2 separate regions of the Mus musculus genome follow, and region 2 is linked to region 1. Evidence: chromatin contacts called from public HiChIP or PLAC-seq data. All regions are on one chromosome and are shown on one strand. The core of a region is the stretch at or near the end of the contact, and the rest is flanking DNA. Distances in the headings are between cores, read along the strand shown.

Region 1 (3,466 bases), core at 183-2,682:
AAATACCACAATCACAATGAAAGGAAAGAAGGAAGAACTAATCCAAGCATTTAGGCAGTCAATACTTATCACTCATTCTCATTTTGATGTTGGGTAGAGGTGAGAGAGAAACGGGAAAACTGGAAACAAATCTAGAATCCTTTGTAATAAGGTTTATTTTTGTTTGGCTGTGGTTATACCAGCAAAGCAAAATTTTAAACTACTTTGTATATATAATAGAACTGAGTGAATATATAAATATATTGCTGTTGAGAGTTCCCGTTCTGACTCTGGGAGAAGGTACTGATAATCGTGAAATATGAAAAGGAACAACAACAAAAAAAGCCTGTATAGATATAGGAATGGGCTCAACCTAGACCCAGTAAGAACTTACTACTTCCTTAGTAATATGTGTGTGTATGTGTGTGTGCATGGTTATGTGTATGAGTACATGCATAGTTGAAGATTCATAGTTGCTCTTCTCAAATAACATACCTTGAGGCCCATCTTGAGGTTCATCTGTATCTTATGCTGCTGTTGTACATCTTAGCCAAATCTCGTGTGTGTGTGTGTGTGTGTGTGTGTGTGTGTGTGTGTGCATGGGTGTAGCTGTGTATATGAAGAGAGACTAACTCATGCGATCCTGTCCTCTCCTATTTCACGTCAGTCCCAGAGATCAAATAGGTCAGAAGGTCTGGTGACAAGCATGTTTTTCTGCTGAGCTACATCAGCAACCTCTAACATAATTTTATACTGAAAAGAATATGTCATAGAATTTCTCATAGAAATACCTAGTCAAAAATAACTAGGCATAAATAGGTCTAGAATGTCCATTTGGAATGATATCAGACAATAACATAGTCCAAAAGTATTTCAAAACAATGAAGGAAGCAGCCTGAAGGGAATCCACAAGACAGCCCTATGATAATTTGAATGCCAGTATAATTAAGCATAATAATGGTTTCAAAACCATTGGGTAAAAACAAGGATTCATAAATCTCTTGCCAGTCAGCTGATTGGGGCATGTTGCACTATTTCATTGGAAATTGTGTATGGCTGAAGGGCAGCTTCCTCAGGTTTGGGAGTCACTCAGGCCACTGAGTAACAAGGGCTCATGGACCAAAGTAACAACAGGCTTAGAGTTTGAAGTCTCTGAGTTCTGAAAACCAGTGACAATTGATGGTACTTAGTTCCTTAAGAAGGATCCAGTTCCTTTCAGACCTGCCACACAAATTATTGCCAAAAACAGGCACAGACATATATGGCAGGTAAGCAAGTGAGATCACAGTAGACTACTGAAAGTAGCCTGGGAAGTGTGAGGGGTGTCCTAGAATTGGAAGGTTATCATTTTGTAGTCATCACAATAACTGAAGCACTCTAGAATCATTCAAAAATGCTAAACCAAGGAGGAAGTCTGAGTGAAGAACAGGATATTTGTATGGTTTCTGTCTTCCTGTAGATGCTCATTATGGGCAGCAGAAGAAAAAGAAGCAGTAGAGACATCAAACACCTACCTGACCATGGTATGTCTCCACCAAAGGACACAGAAATACTGTGCCCCCCCCCCACCTGTCTGTCTAGGAGGCACACATCTCCCATGCAGTCTTAGGACAGAGAAGGAAAACACTAACTCCAGCCACAAAGTAACACCCCATTAAGACATGAGAAACAACCAGGTAAGAGGGAAAAGGTGCTTTGGTTTTGTCTTTGAGATGGCCCAATGTCCGACTGAAATAGACAAAGAGAGTGAGGGTTTATTTAGCTCACAGGTTCACAGGTCTGCATCCATCACTCTTGGCTACAGTGAGCCCATGACACAGGAGGCAAAACATCATGGCAAATGGGTAAAATTTGGCAGTGACTTTTCATTTCACGGCAGACAGAAAGATTAACAGTGTGGACCAAGCCTAATACTAGGAATTCCCAAGCACCCACCTCCTCCAGCCAGTCCTCAGTTCCTAGAGTTTTAGAACATCCCATGATAGCACTACTAGCTAGACACCTAAGCTTGGATACAGGAGTCTGCAGAAGACATTACTTATTCAAATCAGAATAGAGGAGGGTTATATTTTTCAAAAGTGTCACTATCTAAAAGACAAAAAAAATCTTCTAAAAATATTTTAGATAGGGAGAGAGAGAGAGAGAGAGAGAGAGAGAGAGAGAGAGAGAGAGAGAGAGAGAGAGAGAGATTGCAAGACTGGGTCTTCTGCTAAAAAGGGAGAAATACTATGAAGAGCAGTGTTAGAGCAGCTGAGAACAATACAGTGTGGGCTGAAGACCTGCAAGACTTGCACTACCAACTTGACTGTTGCTATGCTAAGAGGGCGTTACTACTTGTAGGAAATATGTATTGAAATATTGAATGTCAAAGGCATATGCATATACACAAATCATCGCATGGGTGCCTTTGCATGGTCTGCTTAAACATATACAAATACACACATCCACAGCAGAGAAGGAAGCAAATGATGTGAGGGGAACAAACTATTTAAAGAAAAACAGTCTAACCTGGGACTAGGAAAACATTGCCTTACTTATACTTATTTATTTCAGTCCTGTTCTAAGTTTGAAACTATTTTCAAATACAAATTTGTTTTGTTTTGTTTTCGTTCCAAGAGAGGGAACTCAATATGCTACCCAGGGTAGCCACAGAAAGTATAATCCTCCTGTCCCTAGCTCCCAAGTCCTGATAGGAAGTTTGAATAAAAAGTGCCTAAGCAAGGACCTAAGAGAAGATGTTTGCTGATTCACAAATAGCCTATTTCTCCAACATCAAGAGTCAGGCATGAAGGCCTGTTTCTTTGGGCTGAGCCTTCTGAGGGAGCATTCCCTGGTCTCTGAGCATGGCTTCATCAGAAAGTTCAGAAGGACATGAAGGAGGCTTTATCTGGCAAGCTCATCCTTTTCCTTTCATTTCTGAGTCTTGTTCTGCCCTCGGCACTGGCTGGGATCCACCAAAACTTCAATCATTTTTTTTCTTTATTTCTTAAGGAAATGAATACTGTTCTTTGATTTTCCTAAAACTCCAGGACAGACTTAGCCTCTCCCCCACTAAACTATTTCATATCAAAAGAAGCTAAGCTGTGTCTGGCCAGCCTTCACCCAAACCCTGTGGCAATGCTTTTTGTTGCTACCTTAGTGGGGACTATGGAAACAGGGCACAGTTTACATCAGCCCCACAGCAAGATTCCTATACACACACACACACACACACACACACACACAGAGAGAGAGAGAGACAGAGACAGAGACAGAGAGACAGAGATACAAAGACAGAGAGAGGAAGAGAGACAGACACACACACACACACACAGAGAGAGAGAGAGAGAGAGAGAGAGAGAGAGAGAGAGAGAGAGAGAGAGAACAGTGGAAGCTGCCTGCAGTTCAGAGCACCTACAAGTACCCAAGTGGAGCTAGGAACAGGCTCTGTAGTCACTTTCCCTTCTCCTCCTAGAGACTGTCTTAGTCACTGTGTTCTATTGCTGTA
Region 2 (3,532 bases), core at 263-2,762, 93 kb before region 1:
GGTTTGGGATTTGGTGAGCAGAGAGGATAACAGGAAAGATTGATATGGCTTCATAGAAGAGTTATTTTTAAGTACAGAGAATGCCTATCCCCCTGCTGAAAGGGCCTTTAGAAAATATTACCAAGACAGAAAAGCTGTGGGGGCCATTCCCACCACCTGGGATAGCCATTCTGGTCTGCAGGCTGTTGCTGCCACCTGCTGCAAGCAGGCAGCCATGGAGGGGCTGTCACTTGGGTCTTGCCACTTCAGAATAACAGATGCATTCAACGTGTGTGGCACAGCCATCTGAGAAGTGTCTTCTCTAAGAGTCTAGATGGATCCCAAGGGAAAATTAGTAAAAATCTGATGGGTTCAGGCCACAGAAATTCCTAGGTATTAGAATCATGAACCATGAATCAAATAAATAGCTAAGACAGATTGGACCAACCGACACCCAAGTGCCTCTAATAAACCACCTTAGCAAAAGGCAGGGATTCTGTGAACAGTGAACCTCTAGTTCTGAAAAATCACACTCTCTCGTCTTAATGAGGCATTCTCCTGCTCTCTTTTTAAAAGTTTCCTCATTTTAATGCAGTAAGAGTCTAAGTACTCCAAGTAAGAATTCAGTAAATTGGGGTTTTTATTGCAGTTTTACAACAGGTGTAGTAAGAGGTGACAAAGTTCCTCTCCAAGTATATAATCTGTCTTCGTCTAATAGGGACACCAAGTCACAGATCAGAGTCTTTCTAACACATCTCCTGGAAGGCTTTATTAAGTCCCATCACTGACTTAACAGAATTCCCAGCTGCGATGAAGAAAGATGCCCTGAGCAGTTACATCACTTCCTGTCCTCCCTTCAAGGATCTGAATTGCTAACCCTCCCTGGAAAAGTCATCAGGACCACCTGACTTAACATACCCACCGACACTCTGTGTAGTTTAGTTCTTTATGGTTTTTGGATTAGCCAGATAAAGCTCTTAGACCTTCATTTAAAACGCCTCCTAGCTGTGACAGTGAGCAATTTCCCCATTTGGTCTCCAAACTGGTAAGGACAAAGGGTAGGAAAGACCCCCTAACTTCTCCCCTCCACAGAAATGTGGATTTACCTACAAGGAACTAGACAATAAATTCAGTTGGATAGCTGACATTACTCCCAGTTATTCTTCAGGGTTTATTAAAATCAAATATGTTAACCATTGTTCTTTCACCCTGGGGCTATTCAGGAAAGAAAATATATCTTATGATTGGACTGAAAAGCTATTACAAGAGGCAGCAAGCTCGTGTTTGCTAAAGGACTTTGTGCTCTTGAAAGGAAATGTATAAAAAGCACAAGGGGACTTCTCTGCACAGTTTCCTTTGTTTCGATTTTAGAAGCAGCTTGACTGACAAAGAAACTGAAGGAGAGAATCTTGGGATATGGAAGCGTCTTTTAAAGGTGAGACAGGCGCAAGGTTTCAGAGAACAGTTTCCACATTGTTCTTGTGAAGGTTATACTTAGCCCTGAACCACACTACTTTCCTGTCTGCATTTCATTTCCTGGGGACTTGCCAAGCGATCAACAGCCCCAACCCTGTGGTAGAGTTGAGGTTTTTGAGCACGAATAGGGTGGCTAGCGTTTGCTTAGCTAGAAACAGCAATCGCCTCCTGTGATCATTACAGAAATGCTGGCGTGAGCTCTTCGGGAGACAATGGGGAGAAAATGGACATATTGTGTTGTTTACACCATCATCCAGATACAGTTTTTCAGGGGTAAGACTTCCGCTCACGCTGGTCTTTTCAGATGGCTGCTTAGGGACCCTTTGCTCCTTTGAAATGCTTCAAGACTGCTGCAGGAGTCGATCACTGAAGGACAAGCTGTTGCTAAGGTTGTCAGTTAGCTGCTTAAGTGGCAGCTACGGGAAAGATGCTAGAGTCGATACAGGATTCCTAATGAGCACAAAACCTAAGGAGGAAACAAACAGCGCCATTGCTCTTGTCTCTCTTTACCATTTCTCCTCTTCAAAGAGTCTTGAATTATGGGAAAATTGTGTGTCTTGGAGAGGAAATGTTCCTGGATCATTATAAAGACAACGGCAGAAAACTAAGACACCCTATAATCATGTCCGTGGTCAGAAAGCCTTGCTCAGCTTTTAATCCTCTCTCAGGCATTTCTTTTCAAATTAACAAACAAGTGTCTCTCCTCCCTAATACTAATGTCATTAGTGGTTGGATTTATGTTAAGCCTAACTCAGTTACATACAAGGAGTACCTTGCAAAGCCAAGGGGAGCCCTTTATGACCATGGGAAATGAAACCTAAAAGGTCCATTTCAAAATGGAAGGAGGAAAGCTTAGTTCTGAACCCCGCAATACAAGATTCGTGCTGAAAACCCGAGCTATGCATGGCAATGAAGATCGCTAGAGTTTCTGAATCAAAGACACGTTGGAACTGGTGATCCAGATAGGCTCGGATGCATGTTATTGAAGGGTCACTCCTGGGGAGTTACATTCAGATGTATAACCTCTGTCTACACAAACTCTGTGCATCCACAAACGTATAATAATTCCTATCCATCAAGTGTCTTTGTTTCTTCTTAGCAGCTTGCTGTCTTTTTATCTATTCCCTTGTGAGCTCTGGGGGACTTGTCCCAGTAATGTATTACTTCTGTGATGGTAAATTTGAAAAGGGCATCTGAAGCATTTCTGAAGACATATCAAAGGCCCAGTGCTGAACAAATTTTGAGTGGTCTGTACCATGCAGTCAGGTTGCCGATGGGAGAAAGAACCTTTCATATCTAGCGTTTCATGAGCTGGTTAGAGATGATACCCTAGGGAACATTTACCTGAGGCACCTGCTCCTTTCTCCTTGGGAGATGTAACTACATGGAGATGAAGGTCCCTTCATCCTCAGAGAGAATGTCAAGTTTCTTATTCTACTCAGCCAGACTGAATGTAGGAAGCAGTTTGGAGTTGCGAAGTTAATGCTAAAGGAAAACTACAGATGTGACTGATTGTGAAGAGAATTCATCTTCTCTTAAGGGAGTCCATCTCTGAATGCTCTACTTCATTTCTCACTGCTTTTCTTTCCTTTTTGATAAGGGAGCCTAATAATATTATCTTATGAAGCATGAAGATTTAAAAGATAGCACGTATAAAAGCCTCTTATAAACACATAATATTTTAAAATAAAAGCCCACTTTATTATAACAGACTTGCAAATAAAGTTTGAAAAGAAAACTATTATACTTAGACTAGTTATTATATATGTAGATGCAGAAAGGTCAACAGTAAGCATGTGTATTAACGACTTCATGCTAAGTTTGCTGGGGCACTTCTGTCTTTAAACAGACTTAAGTTATGAGGCTGAAGAGGGAATTCAGCAATTAAGAGCACTTGCTGCACTTGTAGAGATTGGTTCCAGTGCCCACATCTGGCAATTCATATCCAGCTGTAATTCCAGTTCATGATGGATCTGTGGGCATTTGCATTCATATTCACAAACAGACAGATACTCGTACATATAGGTAAAAACATAATAAAATATCAGTCTTCAAAGATACTTAATTTTATTCACCA

The links. HiChIP or PLAC-seq counts read pairs in DNA pulled down with a chosen protein or histone mark.
Region 2: a contact with region 1 is called in a CTCF HiChIP or PLAC-seq map of CD8 T cells, with 9 read pairs. The contact joins the promoter of Cd96 here to the enhancer-like site in region 1. A contact is called at or near these places in 1 of 15 datasets of contacts at CTCF or cohesin (CD8 T cells), 5 of 484 Hi-C or Micro-C datasets (CD4 T cells, the MNK3 cell line, Th17 cells and 2 more) and 5 of 115 datasets of contacts at active chromatin or transcription factors (CD8 T cells, the SCID.adh cell line, effector CD8 T cells and 1 more).

The regions. Positions count from the first base shown.
Region 1 is chr16:46,025,322-46,028,787 of GRCm38.p6, reverse strand. No RefSeq gene overlaps it. Among named protein-coding and RNA genes, the nearest start is that of Gm31198, 4.9 kb to the right of the region's middle. Within about 2 kb of position 1,432, at least 6 of the 459 cell types and tissues checked have an H3K27ac peak or open chromatin away from gene starts, as enhancers often do. A contact at or near this core is called in CD8 T cells and memory CD8 T cells, where this site is marked.
Region 2 is chr16:46,118,228-46,121,759 of GRCm38.p6, reverse strand. It overlaps Cd96 (CD96 antigen), which reads left to right and starts at 1,512. Exons shown (of 15, transcript NM_032465.2): 1 at 1,512-1,728. The coding sequence starts at 1,668.